Regions from separate parts of the Sus scrofa genome. Here all the other regions are linked to region 4. Evidence: chromatin contacts called from public HiChIP or PLAC-seq and promoter capture Hi-C data. All regions are on one chromosome and are shown on one strand. Each heading gives the region's core, a stretch centred on a gene start, on an enhancer-like site or on the middle of the called end of the contact. The rest is flanking DNA. Distances are from core to core; before and after follow the strand shown.

Region 1 (2,700 bases), core at 127-2,626, 150 kb before region 4:
CTGGTCATTTGGGGGATTCTCACACTGTAGAGCATCAGGCAAAGAAAGGAGCTGCCGTGCTGGCAGGATGATGAATGCTGCTCCTTAGGAGGAGGCCCTCAACTTCCTACCATGGGCCAGGCAGGAGTAGGTACTGAACTCAGGGCTGCTTCAGTTTGCCCCCACACCCAGTGTCAACTATGACCCGGCAATCATAGCCGGCACGGCCCTGGTAACCAGGGTTCAGACTCCTCACAGATGAAGGCCTGGGTCACCCTGTCAAGGGAGCAACCAGTAGAGGTGCCAGCCGGCAAGGGTGCGGGGCGGAGGAGGGTTGCAGACATATCAGTTGCCTCCAGTCTCGCTGGAGCAGGCGAGGGCTGTCAATTGTCCAACTAACTCACCTCTTGTACATTTTCCCTAAAAATTGCAACCAATCTCCGCCACGAAAACTCCGTGATGAGAGGGGCTGAACCTGAAGGTGGGGTGCAGGGGAACAGGGTCTGTACAGCTCCTCTCAGATTCCTTTGGGTTTTTTGTTCCCTCCTGCCTTCCCCGTGTTTGGCTTCCCAGCCCTGCCCCTGAAAGAAAGTGCGGGGGGGGGGGGGGGGGGTAGGAGGGGAGGCTGGCTTCTCCAAAGCAGGCCCCAGATGGGGATTTGACAGGTGCTTGTGTGAGGGAGGGGCACAGGCCTGAGCTCACAGAGGGGGCTGGGCCTGACTGTAAGTCTGAGCTCTCTCTTCCTGCAGCCACCACAGCTCCAGAGCCCCCAGGGCCCATCTGCCAAACAACCACAGAGCTGGCTTGGGAAGAGAAAACCCATCCAGGCCTGGGGTGCACAAGAAGCGGCAAAAACGGACCAGGGGGAGTATGGGGGGCCGAGCGGGTGGGCACTGTTACCAGCTTTACTATAGAAATGCTTTGGGGGTTGCTTTACTTCCTGTAAGAATGAATTTGGCCCAAAACACAAGAAACCAGTCAGTCTGTTCCAACAGGACCGGAAGACCACGTGTGCCCCATCTGACCTTCCGGCCAAGCGTGCAGGGGAAGGCGGGTGCAGTCCTGCCTTCCAGAACGGTCCCTCCGGCCGCAGCAAGGGGAAGCCACCTGTGGACTTCTTAAACCACAGCCCAGCAAGCCCCCAGGCAGCCTCTCATTACGGGGCAGAAGGGAAATACGGGGGGGGGAAATACGTGTCCCCGTAGAGTCGAGACTGGCGAGGTCACTCTGAATCCGAGAAGTAAAAAAACAAATCAAAACAGAGAACTGGCACTGACAGGTTCAAGACACAATTTGCTGCTTCAAATTACACTTCCTAAGTTTTGCTTGGGCTTGGAGTTATTTTCAAGCCAGGCAGGTTTCCAAGAGTCAAAAGCTCTGTTGCGAGCAGCCACACTCATTGGTCCATTCCTTGTGTCTTTCTTTCCGTGCACGTTGATGGAACGCCTGCCCTGCAAACAACCACAGGGCTGGGGGAGAAAAAGAAACACTGGCCCTGCCCTTACAGAGTTTATGGTTTACTAGGGAGACAATCGCTCGATAAATAAGTCCACTCATAGATATGGAAAGACAAATTATGAGGGCATCTTGGCAGAAAAATAGAATGTCATGAGAGGGAAGAGCCGAGTGAACTAAATTAATTTCATCGGTCAGGAGAGATCCCTCTGAGGGAATGGCTTGTCCATGGAGGCCTGAGGATGAGTAGGAGTCAAACTATGAAGGAGAGGGAGGTTGGGCGTTCATGGACTGGCCTGCCTGGGCAGAAAGAACAGCCTGAAATTGGGAAAGACAAGTGTTGACCTAAGGCTCAGACAAACCAGAGCAGGCAAAGCCAAGCACCCCAGCTGCCCCAGAGACCCAAGGAAAAGCTTAAGCTTGTTTCTGTATGTGCGCAGTGGGAGTGGGGCTTCAGGAAGGGAAGGGCAGGGGATGGGCTGGTGTAGTGGTAAAACCTGCTCTGGGTCAGGTACTTAAAAAAAACCTTTTTTTTTTTTCCTTTGTCTTTTTAGGGCCGCACCCAAGGCCTTTGGAGGTTCCCAGGCTAGGGGTCCAATTGGAGCTGTAGCCACCGGCCTACACCACAGCCACAGCAACATGGGATCTGAGCTGCATCTGCGACCTACGCCACAGCTCAGGGCAATGCCAGATCCTTAACCCACTGAGCAAAGCCAGGGATCGAACCCGAGTCCTCACGGATCCTAGTCAGTTTCGTTACCCCTGAGCCATGACAGGAACTCCTCATATCCCCTCTTATTCATCTCCCAAAACAACCCTGTATGGGTGGTGGTAGCTTCCCCACGCACAAAGTTCAGATGGGTGGAGTGGCGTGCCCAACACCTGCTCTCTCACAGTGGGTGAGGGCAGATATGGAACTAAAAGCTGGGGACAATGAGGTCACCAGCTCCCAGATCATGTTAGGTTTTATGACCTTGACAGCTCCCACAGACAACCACATGGTCTTTAGCGATATTATTAACTGAGTAGTTGTGAGGCTGATGCTTGGATGCTCAGAGCCTGCATCTGGTAGCTGAGAAGCCTGTGCTTCTGAACCAGGGCTGCTTCCTCCTCATAACCTAGCAATGGCTACGCTGACTCAGACCCACAGTCCACCCACAGTGCAGGGACATGGCTGTCCTCATGGAGGTCAACGTTAAAGGCCAGAGCCATCCTGCTTCTCTTCAATAGCCAATTATTGATCTAACACCTTTGAATTTAACTAAA
Region 2 (2,700 bases), core at 77-2,576, 230 kb before region 4:
CGAGGCCAGGGATCGAACCTGCAGCCTCATGGCTCCCAGTAGGACTCATTTCCGCTGTGCCACAATGGGAACTCCTCAGACATGTTTTAAACCCACTACATCCTCACTGCTTATCGCTGGGGTCTTTCTCTATATCTCTGTCTCTCATTCTCATTTCTTTTCTCTCTCACATACACACACAACATCACATACAATCACATCCATACTCAAATGTCTATATGGTTGTTTGTTAATGCTAGCTATCAGTATGGGAACTAAACTGCAGTGATAGTTGTGGTACTTTGTAAGCAGTAACAGCAAAAATGGGGTTGGAGTAAAATATATCAGTTATTGACTAATAGCAAATATAAGGTTATTCCATTTCCCAAAATATCTACAAATCACAAGGACTAAAGTTTTTGAATGAAATTACACAAGATAAAGCCCAGAATCATAAGGAGACTAATAACTTGTCTCCTGTTTAATTTTCCACGTGCTAGACTGGCTTCTGAGCTTCCCTGGCTTCTCTTATGTTATTAGCCATTTCCTCAAACCTCCCATGGTTTCTTTCTTGCTTAACATAAGGATTGTGTATTTTTTGCTAAAATTTACTCTCAAAGGATGCAATGTTTTCTCTCTCCCTGATGCCATGACTGCTACCTTTGCTCTACCCACACTGATTCCCCATTCTTTATTATTGCTTTGTTTCCCCCACTCAGGACTTCATTTGGAGAGCCAGGACCCATGAGCTGAGAGCCATTTCATCCAGGTCTGGAAGTGATGGGAGGAGCCAGAATCTACACTATGTTGCCATTGACACAACGGTGTGGTGGCAGCCAAAGAGAAGGGTCTGGCATAATTGCTCGAGTGCAAGAAAATTCAGTCATCTGGTGGTGACCCCCCATTTGGAGCAGAAAACGTGATTGAGGGTCCAACAAACAGTGGTGCCAAGTGAATGGGAGAAGGTGTGCAACTTGCGTGTCTTCTCTGTCTGGTAACTCCCACATCTTTCTCTGCTTTCGTTTCTCTCCTCACCCTAGACTTGTATCTCCAATAGGAAGTCTCATTAGCAGTTCAAAATCAAGGTGTTCCAATCCTAATGATTTTATCCTTCTACCAAAACATGCTTTCGTACCATGTCCCTTGACCCATTGAAGGGTATCCCCATCCACTCATAACCAAGCCACAAACATGAAACAGCTATGCTTTTCTTTCGCCTTCACTCTTTAGTCATTGAATACTCCATATTTTATCTCCTTAAGAACTCTCAAAGTGATACCACTGTTCCCATTCCTTTTGCCAACATATAGGTCATATATTTATAGCATGTAAAGTGACACCAGGCACCTAGAAAGGGCTGTCATCTCTCAACTGTATCCCAGAAATAGATTTCTAACTGCTCTCTGCCTCTCTGCTTTCTCTTTCTGAGCCACTTCCCATACTCCAAAGTTCATCTTTCTAAAATATAAATCTTATCATATCACTCTCTTTAATTAATAAGTGTTTGGTGGCTCCCCACTGAGGTTTTGGCTGGAGTTCAACTTCTTCAGGAGGACTTATAATCATCTTCACAGGCTGGCCTTTCCCTATGGCTCAAGCCTCAGCTTTTTCCAATCCCCCACTCCATGCCTCGGGCGAACTAAATTTTTGTGATTCTCTACAAGTGTCATCTCCACTTTCACCTTTTCTCACTCTTCTCTCCTGCTTGGAGAACCTTCTCTCTGCCACTGGTTACACCTGTTCATACTTACATAGCTCAGCTTAGACAATAGCTCTCGGGGAGGCCTTCCCTGACTCCCTGTCCTCACCTGCCACGCAATCAGTGTGTCCATCACCTGTAAATAACTGAATCCTGGCTGACAGCAATATAAGCAAGTTGGGGACTGTTTATCTTCCACAAGAGGTGAGAAGGTAAGTGGTTGCTGATGTTGGTTTAGCATCTCGATGATGACATCAGAGACCCAGGATCCACCTATCTTTCATGCTGTCATCCCTACACATTAGTCTCCTACTCCAGATGTGTGGCCTCATGGTGTCAAGATGGCTCCTGACATTGCATCTATATTAAAGGAGGGAATAAAAGAGGGGGAAGCAAAAACGATACCAAAATCTCCACAGTAGGAGTTCCCATCGTGGCTCAGGGGAAAGGAATCTGACTAGTATCCATGAGGATGCAGGTTCGATCCCTGGCCTCGCTCAGTGGGTTAAGGGTCTGGCATTGCTGTGAACTGTGGCATAGGTCACAGATGCATCTCAGATCTGGCATTGCTGTGGCTGTAGCATAGGCCAGTGGCTAGAGCTCCAATTCAACCCCTAGCCTGGGAACCGCATATGCCATGGGTGCAGCCCTTAAAAAAAAAAAAAAAAAAAAAAAAAAAACACCAAAAAACTCCACGGTAGACTTGTTTATCTCCCATTGGGCATGGCTATGTCACATGGCCATTCAACTGCCAGGAAAGTGGAGAAAGGGAATATTTAGAATTCCTTAGCCTCCACAGTAGAGGATAGCCAGCAAGGAGCTCAGCCGTGAGCGGTATGATCTATCATAGTCTATCACATCCCAGAGTGGGTAGACACCCCAGATCTGTGCTTTTGTGGGAGCTTCATCATTCCCCTCATCATGCCATATGATAATCACTCATTTCCTAGCTTGTCTCCTCACTAGACTATAAGTTCTTTAAGGCATAAACTGTAGCTTAGTCATTTTAGTATCTTCAGCAT
Region 3 (2,700 bases), core at 190-2,689, 130 kb before region 4:
CCTGCGGCTCAAGTGCTGTTTGACTTTCGATGGGCAATGACCCCTGTTCATCGGCTGGACTCACATGGGCAGGACCTCCTTAGGGTTGAACTTTGACAGGTCCAAGCCTCTGACACCCAGTGAAGGCAGAGTGTAAATCCCGTCTCCCGATGGCAAAGCTCCTTCAGGGCGACGTGACTTGGTGCGGCCCAAAGTAGTTACCAGCCATAGTGAACGACACCATCAATCTGCTTTATTAAACTGTCTGGTGGCCTGTGGAGGTCAAAAGTGGGTCAGAGAAAAAGGTTGCTGGATGCATTTAGTTTAGAGATCTCAGGATAGAGGCTCTCTGTTCCGTGCATCTCCCAGCCACTGGAAGACCTTGAGATGAACTCGGCTATTTCATGTCTAAAGGAAGGGAGAGGGAGAACAAAAAAACTTTCGGAGTAAGAGAGAGTGTCATTGATGCTTTATTTACATGCGTCACCATCTCTTTTACAAACTAGATTACGGTTTTAGATGGAATACACAAGGCAATATCTACAAACACCAAGGAAGGTTAAGTACTGCATCTCTATTTCGTTTGGAAAGGAGAAGATTCCCAAATCAAACTGGTTTTGATTCTTGAGAGGAGAAGTGGTAGTTGTTATTTTATGGCAACATATGGTTAGAGAAAATCCTCAGGATGAATGCAATGTGATAGTGTTCGCTTCAAAAGAAAGGATGAGGTGCTTCAAACCAAAGGATCAGTGGCATGACTCTTAGGTGTTTGAAGACAGTCATGCACCAGATGGACTTCTTGCTGTTGGGGGGTATGAGCAAGAAAGTGAAACAGAGAAGACAGTTTTACAGATACTGTATACAGATTTTTTTTTTCCCATTCATGCAACTTTTTTTTCTTAAAAAAGTTAAAACATGTGAAGCCAAAATGTACAATACACTGTTTTTTAATATGAACTCATTTTTTTCTGGTCCTCCTTCACATCTGTTTACATTTCCCATGTACATAATGTGCTAGGACAAGTATATTGAGAGAAGACTGATTGCCAGGCAATGAGATAAAATTTTAGAGAAAGAAGTGACCAGACACACAGTTGTGGTTTTTTTGTTTTGTTTTTTTTTTGTTTTAAAGCAGCCGCACAAATATTTTTGGAGTGTGGCAGAAGCCTTGGAACCAATCATTCATCAAAGAAAAATACATAAAAATAAAACTATGAGGAAAATACTTCATTCATTCAAACTGCATAAAAGATTACCCACTAGAGATCTAGAGCAAATATAATACACAGTCATCCTTCGGTATCCATGGGGGATTGGTTGCAGGACCCCCCCAGATAACCCAAATCTGTGGAGGTCCAAGTCCCTTACGTAAAATGGCACAGTACAGCAGGCCCTCTGAGTCTGCGGCTGGTTGACTCCATGGCTACAGAGCCCAGTACACGGCGGGCCGGCTGTACTCTTTGCAATTACTTGGGCATCTGCGTGAAGCTCTTGTTTTGTGGACATGGTTTCGCAAGGACGTCACTCTCCCCTCGCAGTGCCCTGCCAACCCTGGTCTCCAGGAGAGGCTGGCTTTATTGTACCTTTCTTGCCAGTGATTGCATTTTAACAAAAAAATCTTGCTTTTCTTAATTTCTATGTGTGTAAGGGTTATGCCTAATCATACAATACTCCCCAGATGCACCAAGAAAAAGGAAATCAGAGTTCAGAGCTGTCGGGATTTTCTCTCTGCTTTCCGAGAGAAAGGGTAACTTTTTGATTACCCCTTACCAGCCCTTGGCATCAGCAGGCAGGACGGGCCTGGCTGGCTGACTGCTTTCCTCCTGACGGTCTTTCCAAGAGATTCGAATGTTCCTTATTCTTTAAGTGGGGTTCATCAGATTCTATCATCTTTAACAAGTTCAGAAGCCACCAGAAATGTCATCCTGAGATGGGGGCACACCGGTCCTGAGCCCTGAGCCACCATGTCTTCTCAGGGTGGAGGAGTGACACACATAGTGCCAAAACTCAACCACACACACACACACACACACACACACACACCAGTCCACCTGTACTACACGTGTGTGCACACTCCTTCCGTTAACAGCAAAGACAGACAAACTTCTGAAATTTTAAAAGATACGTTTCGGCAATCATTATACATTGCAGGAGATGCAATAAAGGAAATCAACCTCAGAGTCATTCACAGTTCATGGGATACTCTGCTGCTGGCGGTTATCCTCACGCCAGCAGAGTGCAGGCTCATGATAAAGCTCTTTTCTAACTTTGGTAAAAGGTATCTGGTTCTGGAGCCCTGAAGAGAACAGAGCCCCAGAGTTCAGGTCATGTTTTCAACATAGTTATTCTTCTTTCTAAATTTCCCATCCCAAAGTGGAAGGACCCTGGGAGCAGCTTATTTACAGGCTGAGGGCAGCCCCAGGCAGTTCCTATCAGGATGCAAACATTCCGGCTGCCAGACCCCTGGAGGCTACTAAGTATTCCACTGAGATGCTCCAGATAGGAAAACTTCCTGGGAGGGACCCAGGACACTCAGAACTCCACATGCTGGCTCTCAGTTGCCCCTTCCTGAAAGCAGAGTCTTAATGCAAGAGGCAAAGGGCTTAGGTGGCACCTTTGCTCAATCTGACTGTGTTTGCCAGCGGAGGGTGGCAAAGGGTGAGCGTGGGGCTGTTGTGATCATGGACAGGCTAACTGTTCCATTCTCGCCTGACCCTTCCT
Region 4 (2,700 bases), core at 59-2,558:
CAGGTGCAGGACAGTTCCCGCTGAGGTGGAAGGGCTGGCCGGGTCGGGGCCCAGATCATCTCAGAGGCTACTCAGAGGAAGGTTTAAGGTTGAGACACCTCTTAGGAATAAAGGTGTTAACACACGCAAGGAAAGAGAGCCGGCCAGGAAAAGGTTTACAACCACTGCTTTTTGTAATGGGATCGATGTGCCTGTGGGAGTTAACACCTACAAGCCTGAAACTTGGACACAGGGGTTCTCATCTGGCTAGTCTCAACACACCACGCTTAGGCGACCGACTGGAAACCACAAATCCAACCCCTCCTCTGGGCACTGATTCCCAAACAAGTCCCCTCACTCCACCCGCAGCGGCCTCGCCGCACCCCCACTACGGGGAAACCTGCTCCAAAGCTGGCCGCGGACGTACCTCCTCCGCTACAACCCAGGAATCGGGCAAATGCACTCCTGCCCATCTGGCCAAGCCTGAGGCTTCCCCAGGAGCCTCCTCTCCCGCTCCCGCCGCGTCCGCAGCGGTCCCCGGGCTCCCCTCCTCCGGAGGTCACACAGAACCCCCAAAGCCTTACAGCTGAGGCTCTCCCTGCCAACCCCTCTCCCGGGCGCCCGCAGGCGCGCTCGGACGAATCGAAGGCGCGTCTCGCACTGCGCAGGAGACCGGGCGGGTCTGTCCGCCCGTCCGAGGTGGGTACGCACCTTCCAGCCGGCAGAACTGTTGCTGTCGCCCTTATCCTTGAAGTAGGGCACGCAGCGCACCATCCACTCATAGATCTGGGACAGAGTGAGCCGTTTGTCCGGGGAACTCTCGATGGCGCGAGTGATCAGATCGGCGTAGGACAGGTTCCCCCAGGCGTTCCGCCGGGAGGAGCATTTCCTCGGCTGCCCGGAGCCCCCAGCCGCCCCCGGCTGCGGCGGTGGCAGTGGCTGCTGAGGCTGCAGCGGCGTCTGCGTCCCTCCGCTCAGCGCGCCCGCCGCGGAGGCTGGGCCGGACCCGGGTTCCTGCCCTCCGGGAGCCAGCAGCCTGGCCGAGTCCTCCAGGAGCAGCCCAGAGCCCAGCGGGCCGCCCCCGCCGCCGCCGATCGCCATGGCCGAGCCGGCCCTACCGCCGCCGTCCTCGTCGTCTTCATCGTCCTCCTCCTCGGGGATCATGGAGTCAGCGGCCGCCTCCCCCGAGGGCTTGGCCGGGCTCCCCTGGAGCTCCGGCCTCTGCAGGGGCCACGTACAGGAGCGCGGACGGCTCTGGGGCTCGAACTCCGGGTCCAGCTCCACTTCGAGCGGAGAGAGCGGGACCGGGGAGGCCGGCGCCTCTGCCATCTTCGCCGCCTGCCCGCCCGCGGCTCCGGCTCTCACACTCTCCTCTTGCGCCGGGGCGGGGTGCGGCGGGGGAGGGACGGGGGCGCCGCGAAGGCTCGGGCTCCCGGGCGCCGCCGCCGCTGCTACTGCCGCCGCCTGGGAAAGCACGAGAGGAGAGAGAAGGAGAGTTGATTATCCCGGGCTGGAGCTCAGTCCCCGGCGAGTCCTCGCCCGCCGCCGCCGCCGCCGTTTCCCGACCACACCGCGCCCGCCTCCCAGGAGCAGGCAGACCTGGAGACGTGCGTCCCGCGAACCTGGCGCTGCAGACGCCACCCCCTGGTCAGGCCGCGGGGGAGACAGGAGCGAATCGACAGGCTCGCACGGGGCAACCCCCTCCCCCCGCCGCCACCGCCAGCGGAGCTGCAGGTCTCCACTGGGCTAGGTGGCGGGGCGGGGAAGAAGGGGGAGGGGCGGGGCGGGGGAGGGGCGCGAGCCGCGCCTTTAAAGCGGGCAGCAGCCCGAGCTGGCGCAGCCCAGACGCGGTCGGAGCCTGAGCCCGGGTGTGCGTGCGTTTGTTTATGTTTCGCTCCGGCCCGCACAAGTGCTTCCCGCGGCGCCACCGCCGCCAAAGTCTGTGGCGTCTTCGGCTCTTCTCCCCGGCCTGGTCCCGGCCCCGCCGCCTCCGCGCTCTCCTGCCATCCCCTCCCAGCGGAGGACCCGAGCCCGAGGACTGCGCGGGCAGTCCCCTTCTCCTCTCTTCGCCCGCGGGCCGAGAGGGCGAATGTGGGTCCGAGCGCAAACGGGCCCTTGTCACTTCCAGGAACAGGGAAAGACGGGAAGAAGGGAGACAAGCAGCTCAGCGGGTGTTTGCCAAGGGTCGAGCTGAGCAGCAACGGCCACTTTGGGGGTGGTGTGGTTTATTTTCTCGCGGGCGTTGTGCCCTCCACCCCTTTCCCTATAAGAACGGGGGGGAGGGGAGTAGTCGAAACGTAAATCTTCCAACAGGTCAGGAAGCACAAGTCTCCCAGGCCAACAGAAAACCCGGACCAGCACGTTCATCACCTCCTTGCTCCCACTGCTGCCATCTTGACAGTTTCCCCCCTTCACTCAAGTCCTTTAAAAACACTAGCGGGAGAGAAGAAGGGCGCGCACACCGAGTCACGGGGAGGGAAAAGGGAAGCGCCTGGCCCAGCTCGGAAGCAGATCCGGAGTCACCGGGAAGGCGGCCGCCCCGCTGCACAGCTCCGGCGCCTACCTCGGTTCCTTCCCTTCAGTGACGAGGGGGGAGGACGCACAATCCCGCGCGGGCCCGGGGCGCGGCGAGGAGGGGGCGCACAACCTCAGCCAAGGAGAGGCGCTCCGGCCGCCGCTGCTGCAGCCCGCCTGAGGAACCGCCTGTCAGCCAGCGCGCCG

What was found. Promoter capture Hi-C pulls out the DNA fragments that hold promoters and counts their contacts. HiChIP or PLAC-seq counts read pairs in DNA pulled down with a chosen protein or histone mark.
Region 1: a contact with region 4 is called in an H3K27ac HiChIP or PLAC-seq map of skeletal muscle. The contact joins the enhancer-like site here to the promoter of FOXO3 in region 4. A contact is called at or near these places in 1 of 5 promoter capture datasets (liver), 7 of 47 Hi-C or Micro-C datasets (alveolar macrophages, heart right ventricle, mesenteric adipose tissue and 4 more) and 2 of 2 datasets of contacts at active chromatin or transcription factors (alveolar macrophages and skeletal muscle).
Region 2: an H3K27ac HiChIP or PLAC-seq map of skeletal muscle shows a contact between it and region 4. The contact joins the enhancer-like site here to the promoter of FOXO3 in region 4. A contact is called at or near these places in 5 of 5 promoter capture datasets (fetal liver, fetal skeletal muscle, liver and 1 more), 5 of 47 Hi-C or Micro-C datasets (blood, embryonic fibroblasts, heart right ventricle and 2 more) and 2 of 2 datasets of contacts at active chromatin or transcription factors (alveolar macrophages and skeletal muscle).
Region 3: a contact with region 4 is called in a promoter capture Hi-C map of liver, with 10 times the contacts expected there. The contact joins the enhancer-like site here to the promoter of FOXO3 in region 4. A contact is called at or near these places in 4 of 5 promoter capture datasets (fetal liver, liver and skeletal muscle), 17 of 47 Hi-C or Micro-C datasets (alveolar macrophages, embryonic fibroblasts, fetal heart ventricle and 9 more) and 2 of 2 datasets of contacts at active chromatin or transcription factors (alveolar macrophages and skeletal muscle).

The regions. Positions count from the first base shown.
Region 1 is chr1:74,783,022-74,785,721 of Sscrofa11.1, reverse strand. The region is part of intron 1 of LOC106508915 (a long non-coding RNA gene); the gene reads right to left. Among named protein-coding and RNA genes, the nearest start is that of ARMC2, 140 kb to the left of the region's middle. Within about 2 kb of position 1,376, at least 17 of the 83 cell types and tissues checked have an H3K27ac peak or open chromatin away from gene starts, as enhancers often do. A contact at or near this core is called in omental adipose tissue and skeletal muscle, where this site is marked.
Region 2 is chr1:74,855,692-74,858,391 of Sscrofa11.1, reverse strand. No RefSeq gene overlaps it. Among named protein-coding and RNA genes, the nearest start is that of ARMC2, 67 kb to the left of the region's middle. Within about 2 kb of position 1,326, at least 2 of the 83 cell types and tissues checked have an H3K27ac peak or open chromatin away from gene starts, as enhancers often do. A contact at or near this core is called in skeletal muscle, where this site is marked.
Region 3 is chr1:74,758,055-74,760,754 of Sscrofa11.1, reverse strand. It overlaps a transcript of FOXO3 not described here. Among named protein-coding and RNA genes, the nearest start is that of FOXO3, 130 kb to the right of the region's middle. Within about 2 kb of position 1,439, at least 3 of the 83 cell types and tissues checked have an H3K27ac peak or open chromatin away from gene starts, as enhancers often do. A contact at or near this core is called in liver, where this site is marked.
Region 4 is chr1:74,628,303-74,631,002 of Sscrofa11.1, reverse strand. FOXO3 (forkhead box O3) reads right to left here and starts at 1,308. Exons shown (of 2, transcript NM_001135959.1): 1 at 691-1,308. The coding sequence starts at 1,308.